Linked DNA regions of Sus scrofa: regions 1 and 3 are each linked to region 2. The links are chromatin contacts, called in public Hi-C maps. All regions are on one chromosome and are shown on one strand. The core of a region is the stretch at or near the end of the contact, and the rest is flanking DNA. Distances in the headings are between cores, read along the strand shown.

The links. A called contact is a pair of places that touch in the nucleus more often than the background predicts.
Region 1: a contact with region 2 is called in a Hi-C map of skeletal muscle, with 2.7 times the contacts expected there. A contact is called at or near these places in 8 of 47 Hi-C or Micro-C datasets (blood, embryonic fibroblasts, epiblast stem cells and 5 more) and 2 of 2 datasets of targeted methods (alveolar macrophages and skeletal muscle).
Region 3: a Hi-C map of heart right ventricle shows a contact between it and region 2, with 9 times the contacts expected there. A contact is called at or near these places in 8 of 47 Hi-C or Micro-C datasets (alveolar macrophages, embryonic fibroblasts, heart right ventricle and 3 more) and 1 of 2 datasets of targeted methods (skeletal muscle).

Annotation. Positions count from the first base shown.
Region 1 is chr3:117,719,427-117,722,963 of Sscrofa11.1, reverse strand. No RefSeq gene overlaps it. Among named protein-coding and RNA genes, the nearest start is that of RHOB, 54 kb to the left of the region's middle.
Region 2 is chr3:117,626,374-117,629,503 of Sscrofa11.1, reverse strand. The region is part of intron 4 of HS1BP3 (HCLS1-binding protein 3); the gene reads right to left. Among named protein-coding and RNA genes, the nearest start is that of HS1BP3, 19 kb to the right of the region's middle.
Region 3 is chr3:117,693,107-117,696,304 of Sscrofa11.1, reverse strand. No RefSeq gene overlaps it. Among named protein-coding and RNA genes, the nearest start is that of RHOB, 81 kb to the left of the region's middle.

The DNA.
Region 1 (3,537 bases), core at 929-3,428, 93 kb before region 2:
CACCATGGATTATCCAGGTGGCCTTAAAATGCAAGAAAGTGTCCTTGGAAGAGTCAAGAAAGGAGAAGACACAGAGATGAGAAGGAGAACGGAGGCCACTTTGGAGCGATGCAGCCACAAGCCAAAGAACTCCTGGAGCCACCAGACGCTGGTGGAGGCAAGGAAGGATTTTGCTCTAGAGGCTTGGGAGGGAGCGGGGCCTTCCTAACACCTTGCTGTTGGACTCCTGGCCTCAGAACCATGAGAGAGTTCTTTTCTGATGCTTTAAGCCGCCCAGTTTGTGCTCGTTAGTTACAGCAGCCCTGTACACCATGCGATGCATGGAACTGCATTTTATTGCCATAGGATGGTCATGGAAAAGCTGCTTGCTGGAGCAAACAGCAGTGGAAAAGCTCACAGGAACTCTTAGGTCCTGCCAGGCTCGCTGTATCTCTGTGACAGTGGCCTTGCTTAGCATATCCAAGTGGCTTTGAGCCACCTCCCTTGGGAAAGCGCTCGGTGCAGGACCAGAGCGATTCCCACAGATGGAGGGGGCTCAGCCTGGGCCAGGCGCTCTCTCTCCTGCAGCTGTCCTGCCTTTGTGCCATCCACGACACAGGCAGCTTTGGTTAAAGCCCCCCCCTCCCCCGATAGTGTGCCGAGGAGAAATCGCTGGAGAATGTGCCAGCAAGCCATCGAGGGGGGGGGGGGAGAGCATAAGCAGGGGCCACAGCTCTCAGGCTCTGAAGGAATCGGACTGAGTCACTCTTTTGCGCAGAAACATCTCTGGGCCCTCCTCCACGATCAAGTTCAAACGCCTCGGCCTGGAATTGAAGACTTTTCAGGATCTGGCCCCAAGCTGCTGCCAGAGTCCAGGAGGGCCCTGAGGAGCCCGAATGCTGAGCCAGCTCTCCGAGGCCTGGCTCTGTGGTTGAGACCATGGCCTGTTGATCAGCACCCGCATCGCTCAGGTGGCCGGCTGTACTTTTTGTGCTTGGGTGTAGGTTATCTTCTTTTGGTAGTTTCCAGCCTATTTCACTGATGGCTGTTCAGCGGTTGGTTGTGAGGTCGATGTTTCTGTGAGAGACGGTGAGTTTAAGTCCTTCTCCTCTGCCATCTTGTCCTGGATGCCACCCCCCTGGCCCCCTCCCCCGGCCATACTCTCTCTGTGCTGGAGCCAGAACGAGCTGGCCTACCATAACCTTCCCAGGGTCCCCCTCTGGCCCTGTGCCATCCTGCACCTCCTTGAGCTGGCTTTGCTCAGTGTGACAGGCAGGGGGGCCTGCCCACTGCCCCCTGCCCCCCCCGGCCCAGGAGCTCCTCAGTGGTGGTGCCTGACTCCCCCCAGTAACTGTCCAGCTCAGCCCACAGTAGTTGCGCCATCAATGTTTGCTGATGTGAGTTGGATTAAACCCACTGAAAGGTACTCCCCCTCAGACTGAGACTGGGTCCCCTCCGTCTTGGGGGTTTACGCTGCTTCTGTGTGGGTAGCGTCTCTGTGGCCTGCTTATTCCAGCCCTCTGACGTGATCTCACCAAATCCTGCTTTTCTGTGGGCACTTTAGGCTGGCTGCCCTGTACAGCTGGGCAGGCTGTGCACTGCGCAATTCCAGGTGACACCATGCACTGAGACCATGATGTGAGTGGAACCCACCAGAGGTGTGTAAGATGGGGGCTCTGTCCCAGAGGCCTCTGTCTCCAGATGCCAGGCCCGGCCAGGGAGCTGAGACTCCGTATCTAGAGGCATGGCCAGGGCTTCCTCCTGGGGCTGCAGAATCCCTCTGTAGATGCAGTCAGCCCCCAGAGCCTCCTCAAGGGGAGACCTCATTCTCCGTTCCTCTGTCTAATCATGGAACTAGATGGGTCCTGAACCAGGCCACCCACCAGCTGCCCGACATGCCAGGCCTCTGCCTCAGTAAGTGACACACAGTGTGGTGCTGACCGGGGCACTTTGAGAGGGAAGAGGAGCCTCGAGGTCTTATTCTATAAGGACAGCAGGTGTAAACGGTGACTGTCCCTGACAAACTGAGTGTCCAACCCAGGTCTGCCTGACACCATGACCCGTGATCTTCTTCCTACTCAGCGACAGGGAGCACATCCCAGACAAGGTCATTTGGGGGAGAGAAGGGCATGGTAGGGCCAACGCAGGGAGTGCTGTCCAGAGAGGGGTCCTGCTGGGCCCTCTGGGGGGACCGTTGCTTTTGCTTTCTGTGTCCGCAAAGCTGCTCCCATCGCAGGCTAACTTCTGTGAGCTGGACCAGGTGGGGCCAGGAGAGCTGGCACAGAAGGCCTTCAGCTGGTGGTCAGGGGCTTGGGAATTAGTCCTGGGTCCACGTGACTCGAGCCAGCCACCTCCATGACCTGGGCCTCGGTCACCCCTTTTGCAAAACCCCTGCCCTGCCTGCCATAGAGGAGCCTCGAGAAGCTTCTGGGTGATCATGTGAGTGAGGGGCTTCATGCCCCGCAGGGGGTCTCGGCTCCTGCTTGGTGTCTGTGCTGTATCTCCTCCCAGTGCCCGCTGTGTGGACAAATGGATGCCAGGCATTTCCGGACTCTCTACCAACACGCTCACCAAGTATTTCCTGTTGGGGACCTACCCCTGAGTACACCTCTCTGGGGAGTTAAAAACTAAAGCTACGGGAGTTCCCGTCGTGGCTCAGTGGTTAACAAATCCGACTAGGAACCGTGAGGTTGCAAGTTCGACCCCTGGCCTTGCTCAGTGGGTTAAGGATCCCGCGTTGCTGTGAGCTGTGGCGTAGGTTGCAGATGTGGCTCTGATCTGGCGTTGCTGTGGCTCAGGTGTAGGCCGGCGGCTATAGCTCCGATTAGACCCCTAGCCTGGGAACCTCCATGTGCCTCGGGAGCGGCCCTAGAAGAGGCAAAAAGACAAAATAATAATAATAATAATAATAAAGCTATGATATTCCTTCCTTGAAGCATTCTGGATGCAATGGAATAATACAGACCCATCCAAGAGCAAGAGTGCAACTAACTGAGACACGCCGTGGGTGACCAGGGGGCCAGCCTGGAGGTGGCTGTGGACCGGCGGCTGAGAGGAGAGGGAGGCAAGGGGACCCAGGAAGGAGCCTCATGGTGGCTGTGACCTTGGCAATGGCAGTGGTGGTTGCAAAGAAGTGGTCTGGGTTTCCACTCCTCCTGGGAGACGTGCTAGCACCCCCTGGCTACCTGACCACTCTCTACATGACCTGATGTGGAGCCAGAAAAAACGAGCAGTGCAAGAGGATCTCTCTCAGTCCTGGGCTGGAACTAGGGCCTGAGTAGGGGGCAACATAGGCCCCTGCTGGGACCAGGGCAGGGAAGGGCTGAGGTCAGCAACACACGCTCAGTTTCTGATAATTTTAGCCACAAGGGGAGGAGGCCTGTGCTTCTTTATTTGAGTTGATTGTCTTCAGTCTAAACGATCCCTAGGGAGCCCCACGGCTGGGACAGGAAGGCTTCAGGGCTGACAATGGGCGGCTGGCGGACTCTTCCCCAGGAAGGAGCAGCCCCAGATCTGAGCGGTGGCGGCGGGAGGACAGTTGCATCCCCAGGAGGCCCA
Region 2 (3,130 bases), core at 199-2,698:
GGTGGGGGGGCCCTCTCTGGGCACTGGGGGAAGAGGTGGGGGGGCAGGTAGCAAGCCTGGTGGGTGGGCAGCATTTGGAAAAGCAGAGAGCCCTTCCCAAGGCAGGGGAATCGAGTCCCCGAAGACCCCTTCACTGGGGAGACCCAACCCAGACCCCCAGTAGAAGCTTGGGGGACCCCGTTCTGGGGCAGGTCCTCATTCTGGGGCAGGTCTCTGGAGGAAAAGCTTCCACAGAGTAAACGCTCCATCCGTGAATGAGTTCCTCATTGCCTGCAATGGCGAAAGCCTATGGAAAGCACCAGCAATGTCCCCAAGCAGGGGCCTGGCAATGTCATTTATAGCCCCTCAGCCTGAGGGACCAGCACTGAGTTAAGAATGTGGACGTTTATTTATTGATCTGCAAACACTGGAAATGGAAGCTGAACAAAAGCAAAGTATGAGATGGCGCACATAACACGATCCCGTTTTGGTAATACAACGGGAACATCACGACAGAAGGACTTTCAATGGGGCTTTCGATGTTTCTTTGTTAATCGAATACTATTTGAGTGATTATTTAAAATATTTCTAGCAGAGTATTTCTAGCAGAAGGCAGAACTATCATGGGACAACTTCCTCTTTCTCAGAACTGTGAAGTCTCTAAAATAGAAAGTTAAACACGAAGACGCTGCCCCCACGCGGAGAGCGGTCTTGAGGACATTCCGTGCAAAAGCGGAGGATGAAAGGACCTGTGCGCTCCGGCCGCAGTTACGCGGATGCAGCCAGGACAGAGACACAAAACCCCCGAACACGGGAGCGCGGCAGTGACGGGCTGGGCTGGGCTTTTTCTGTCTTGAGCCACTTCCAATGGTGTAGTGGCGGGTCTTTCCTTAATCAAAACCAGGTTTAACAGACAAAGGAAAGCCAGGCTTTGTGCCCATGCCTCCCACCCTCCCAGCAGCCCCGCAGTGGAGCAACAGCGCCCCGCCGCGGCCACGGCAGGAAGGACCGATATCTGTCCCCTGGAAACGTGGCTGCTTCGGGCCCAGACGGTCGCTTGCGGGTGGGGTGGGTGGGGTGGCTGGCAAAGCAGGGAGGCCGCATCTGCAGAGGAACTGGGGGCGCGGGATGGAGAAAAATGCCTGCAAAGCCTAAGTCTCCTGTAAAGGGTGGGCTGCGCAGCACTCTGCGCGGAAGTCAACGAGGCCACCTTGGCATTCCAGGAGAGGCCAAGGGGAAGCGCTGGCTTCGAGACCGGGCTCCGCCACACATGAGGCTTTGGCCAAGTCCCCACTCAGCTCTGTCCTCCATGTTCCCATCTGTGAAAGGGGGCTAATCCCAGGGCCCTGCCTGCCACCCAGACTGCTGGAAGACTGGCACCAAGGAACAGGGTGTAGGGGGGGTGGCATCAAGTCCTGACCCTGTCATTTCTTGATGACAGAAATGAATCTGGATGAGCTACTGACTGCAAACGTCAGCTTCCTCATCCACAGAATGAGCCTGATGCCACGCCCCGCTGCTGAGGGCTCCATTTCCCCAGCCAGACCCACAATGGATCCTGAAAGCCGTTTGGTGAGTCATGACCTTTTAAAAGAAAGAAAGGAAGAAAGAAAATAGAAACTCTCTATTCACGTAAATGCTAATCAATTCCTGGCATTTAATAAGTTCCCAAATCTTTGTTGTCGGAGTTCTCTTATGGCGCAGCAGGTTAAGGATCCAGCATTGTCACTGGAGTTTGATTTCTGGCAGGAGAACACCTCCACATGCCCCAGGCTCGGCCCACAAAAAGTGTTAGCTGTAGGTGTCAGCACTGACTGCTGCCATGCTGGTCATCAAAAGAAGGGCTGGCAGAAGGTCCAAAGCCACTGGCATCCCTAACAGGTGCCCAGCTCTCCTCGGATTCAGGAAGGTAGAGCTGGGGGTGGTCCTGGGGGGCAGAGGGTCCCCAGACGGTCAGCACCTCCCCCGACAATTGCTACTGGAGTGGGCAGGAAATTGAGGGTGGCCCTTGCCAACCCGAAAGAACATTTTCCTATCCAAAAAAGGAGCCGCTTTGCTAAGCAGGTCCCTGAGCCAGAGGCTGGCACAAACCATGCGAGCCCATCTCAGTCTGGCAGCGAGTGATGTGTGGTTACTCAGAACGCAGAGAGGGTGAGTTCCAACAAATATAGCCCAACAAGGCCCTTAGGCTGCACAGGCTGATAAGGAGCCTCTGTTACGGACTTCTCCTGACATAACCTCGCTGTGGCTCCCATGGGGCCACGGACCCCCTTCTAGGACAAGGCCAGTGTGGAGGGCTGGGGTAGGGGGGCTGACTCCCGGGCGCCAAGGAGCTGCAGGACCTCCAGCTCTGGTCCCATCTCCCTGAGCACCTAGGATCTTTCCCCAGCCCAACTCCTGACTCCCCTCTAGGCTGATCTCACAGCCATCCTGCAGCCACACAGCGCCCGTGCCCACCCTCACACATCCCACCAGGAGGGGAAGGCCTGTGGGCGGCAGGCAGTGCCCTCTGGGCTGTTTTTCCTGTTATTTAAGTTGAACTTGCCTCTGCCCGATGTCTCCTCGCTCTAACTTCCTTCTGGTACAGGGCCTGCGTGATGGGCGGGGAGGAGGTCCCCCTCGTCCGTCGTGGGGCACACAGATGGGGCCGTGACGTCTGTGTGAACCCACTCATCCTCACAAGCACCCCAGGAGACAGGTGCTATCATCATCCTGCCTTCACCACAGAAAACACAAGGATTCCAGCCCGGGGAGCCTGGCTCCGCAGGGCAGGGCAGGGCAGGGTCCTGCGCCTGGTATGAATCTCGCACCCTATGTACCAGCTGCCTGACCTCTGAGGACTTCAGTTGCTTAAGTCTGTCAAATGGTATCATAACAGCTGTTTGCAGGGCAATGAGACGTGGTATACGAAGTACGCCAATACACATACAATGCCTGCTATACAAATGCAATGCCTGGCACATAGTAGGCTCTCAAAATCAGTAGTTCCCACCTTTGTTTCTTGCTCATTTGGGCCAAGAAGTGAGGGCTAGCTTGCCTCTTCTTCTCCAGTGTACGTGTGTGTGTGCATGTGTGTGCACGTGTGTGCACGGGAAGGGGACACAGTCCACCCTGGAGCCCATTCTACCTCCTTGCCTCACAGTCAGCACCT
Region 3 (3,198 bases), core at 410-2,909, 67 kb before region 2:
GGGTCGGTCCCTCTGGGCACGCTAAACCCCCCACGTGGCGGTGTCCTGCGGGCATGGAACAGACCTGTGTTTTGATGGCCTCTGTTATGTTAGCGAGGCGCAGGCAGGAAAGAAATGATCATACCACACCCATTGGACAGAAGAGGAAACTGAGGCCCAGAGAGAGGAAGGGATTCATCCGGGGTGACAGAGCAGAAGATAGTGGAGTCAGAATCAGAGCCAGGCCCCTCTTCCTCTGCCCTTCCCCCATCGACCTCCTTCAGCAGGTCCCAAGGTGGCAGTGCCCCCGGAGGGCAGTGCTGCATGCTCTTCTGTTCCCTTAACACTGGAGCTTCCCTGGGGGCTGCGGGGGGATGGGAGCCATGTCGGGGGTGGTGTCATGGTGACAGGAGAGGAAGTGGAGGCTGGAACCCTGAGGCTGGGAGCCGGGGCCACAGGGCCTGGCATGGTGTTGGGGGCACGGAGGCCCTTTCAGTCCTCATGAGGACAGGGCTGTTTGGCTGGGGTGGAGGGAGGCCGTGAACTGGAGAGAGCAGCCAGAACACCCCACCCAGCCTGGTGGTCCAGGCCTCTGCTGGCCCAGACCGCACTGGCTCCTCCAGGCTCTAAACACCCCAGCTTCCCTTCATCTCTGCCAAGTGCTCTCCTCTGTCCCCTGCTGTGCTCTCACTGTCCTGCTGCTCAGAGCTGCCACACAGCCTCCCTCTGTCCCACAGCTCCAGGGTCCTCGAGACGGGTGCCATGTCTGATGGGCCCCCAGTCCCCAGCACCTGGCTCAGGGCCTGCTCAGAGCAGGTGCTCCACACATATGTGCAGAATAAATGCACAATGGACGAAAGGGCAGTGAATGAATGGGCCTCACAACCCAGGGCCTGACCACAGCAGGGCCCGACCACAGCAGGGCCTCAACGAATTGTTACTGAAATCGACCAAAGAGGCCCTGAAGGCTGGTTCATGATGTCGCAATGTCCTAGTTGGCTTCCTCCATCACACACAACACACACACACACACACAGAGGATCTTTCTAGAACACAGAGGATCTTTCTAGAACGCTTTATCATAGTTAAATAGCCCTGCCCTAGGCACCAAGTCCCTCACACTCAAAATGCACACTCCCAGGAGCGTTGCCCACTACCCGCCCCCCACCTCACTCCCTTGCACACTCTAACTGCCCCACCCACCCCCGACACACACACACACAGCCCTGGGTAGACACACCAGGACTCTCCTGGTGCTCGGCAACCTTCTCAGCTTCCCACTGAGATTTCAAAAGATGCTGATCTTTGGCAGCTGCATTAATGCATCACAGTCCGGGAGGCGCCAACCTTCCTAAAAATATCTGAGAACCCTCAGTGCAGAGAGAGGCTGTGAAGGCACGTGCATCCTGACGGAGCCAGCTCGTCCTGCCTTGGCTGCACGGGCCACCCCTCAGCACTCCCCCAAATGCCCCATACCCACCTGCTCTGAGCCCCCTAAACCTCAATGGGCAAGGGCAGAGCCAGAGACTTCCCAGAGAGCCTTCAGCCTGCCTCTCCACTGTATAGATGGGGACACTGAGCCCCAGAGGGGGAAGAAGCGAGGGGCTCTGCAGAGCGCTGTCTCCGGGCCAGCAGCCAGCTGGGGGTGGGAAGGAGGGGGCACCTTTGTCTAGTCTGGCTGGGCTGGGCTGGCCCTGAACTGAGTTCTGTTCCGATGGGACCTCAGCCCCACCCCTCCCCAGAGCTAATAAAGAGCTCCGCCAGGCAAAGCGGTTCCTCAGGCACAGGCAAGGGAGGGGGAAGAAGGCTCAGGGTCTCCAGGCCAAGATGGAGTTACCCTCTTACAATAGATTTAAGCTTCTCAAGCAGGGAGACTGGGTATGGCCCCAAGGCGGAGTGCAAGGGGGCTTAGACTTAGTTCTGCTTCAGAAAGAAGTGAGTCCAGGAGTTCACGTCATGGCTCAGTGGTTCATGAACCTGACTAGCCTCCAAGAGGATGCGGGTTTGATCCCTGACCTCACGCAGTGGGTTGAGGATCCGGCGTTGCCGTGAGCTGTGGTGTAGGTTGCAGACAGGGCTCAGATCCTGAGTTGCTGTGGCTGCGGGGTAGGATGGCGGCTACAGGTCGGATTGGACCCCTAGCCTGGGAACCTCCATTTGCCGCCAGTGTGGCCCTAAAAGACCAAAAAAAAAAAAAAAAAAAAAAGAAAAGAAAAAGGAGTCCATTCCTTCGAAATTCCTGCACAGGAGGGCTGCTTAGAGCTTACCCCGCCCCAGACCCCGTCATAGAACCCTCCAGGTCTCCCTGGCAGCCCCAGCCTTGTTTCTCCAAGTGTGGTCCCAGGACCAGCATCAGCACTTGGGAGCTTGTTGGAAATGCAGACTCTCAGGCCCCACCCCGAGACCAGCTGGATCAGATCCCCAAGTGGTTCTTAGGCCCAGTGGAGTTTGGGAAGCATGGGCCTGTGGAACCACTTAGGATCGGGTCACACCCCACGGCGACACCTGTGATTGATTGCATGTGAGCAATATTATTAATTAGCTGGGAGGGGGACAGGGAGGGCTGGTCTCGGAGAGGAGGGATCCCTAAGACGGCGAATCCATGCACAAATTGGAAGCTGCTACCCAGCCCCTCCGGGGGAACAAGGGTCATATACTGATTGAATCTGGGGAAATAAAGGATGGGAGATGCCGTCTGGTGCTGCCCCTTCCTGGGGCTGGAGCTCCTCTGCAGCCTCTCCAACAGCTGCTTTCTAGTCCCGCTTGGGCTCCCACCATGATGGGGAGCTCACCACCTCTCAGGTGGGCCATTGCGGGGTGCACTGCTGTGATTCAGCAGCCCCCCTGGCATAGAGCTGACCCACCTCCACAGCCCCCACTGGCCCGCCCTCCAGCCCTGGGTCCCCTCAGGGCTGCCAGTAACCAGGCCTGGCCCTCCTTGGATCCGTGGCGCCCTGCCACTTTACCCTTTATCTAGGTCCAGAAATAGTCTTTCTATTTGTGTGGGGAGAGTCATTTTATGGGTCTCTTTTTGGTGAGTGTGGAGGTGTTGAAGGGGCCTCTGGAAGCAGAACTTCCGCCGTGAGGATTCACTGTGTTGGCCTCGCTTCACCCTTTCCTCTGGCCGTCAGACAAGCGGGCCCCAGGCAGACTTGGTTAAGTCAGAGGCACAGGGAGGGGGCACCTCCAGGGGCTTTTCTAAGCTGCAGATGACATGTG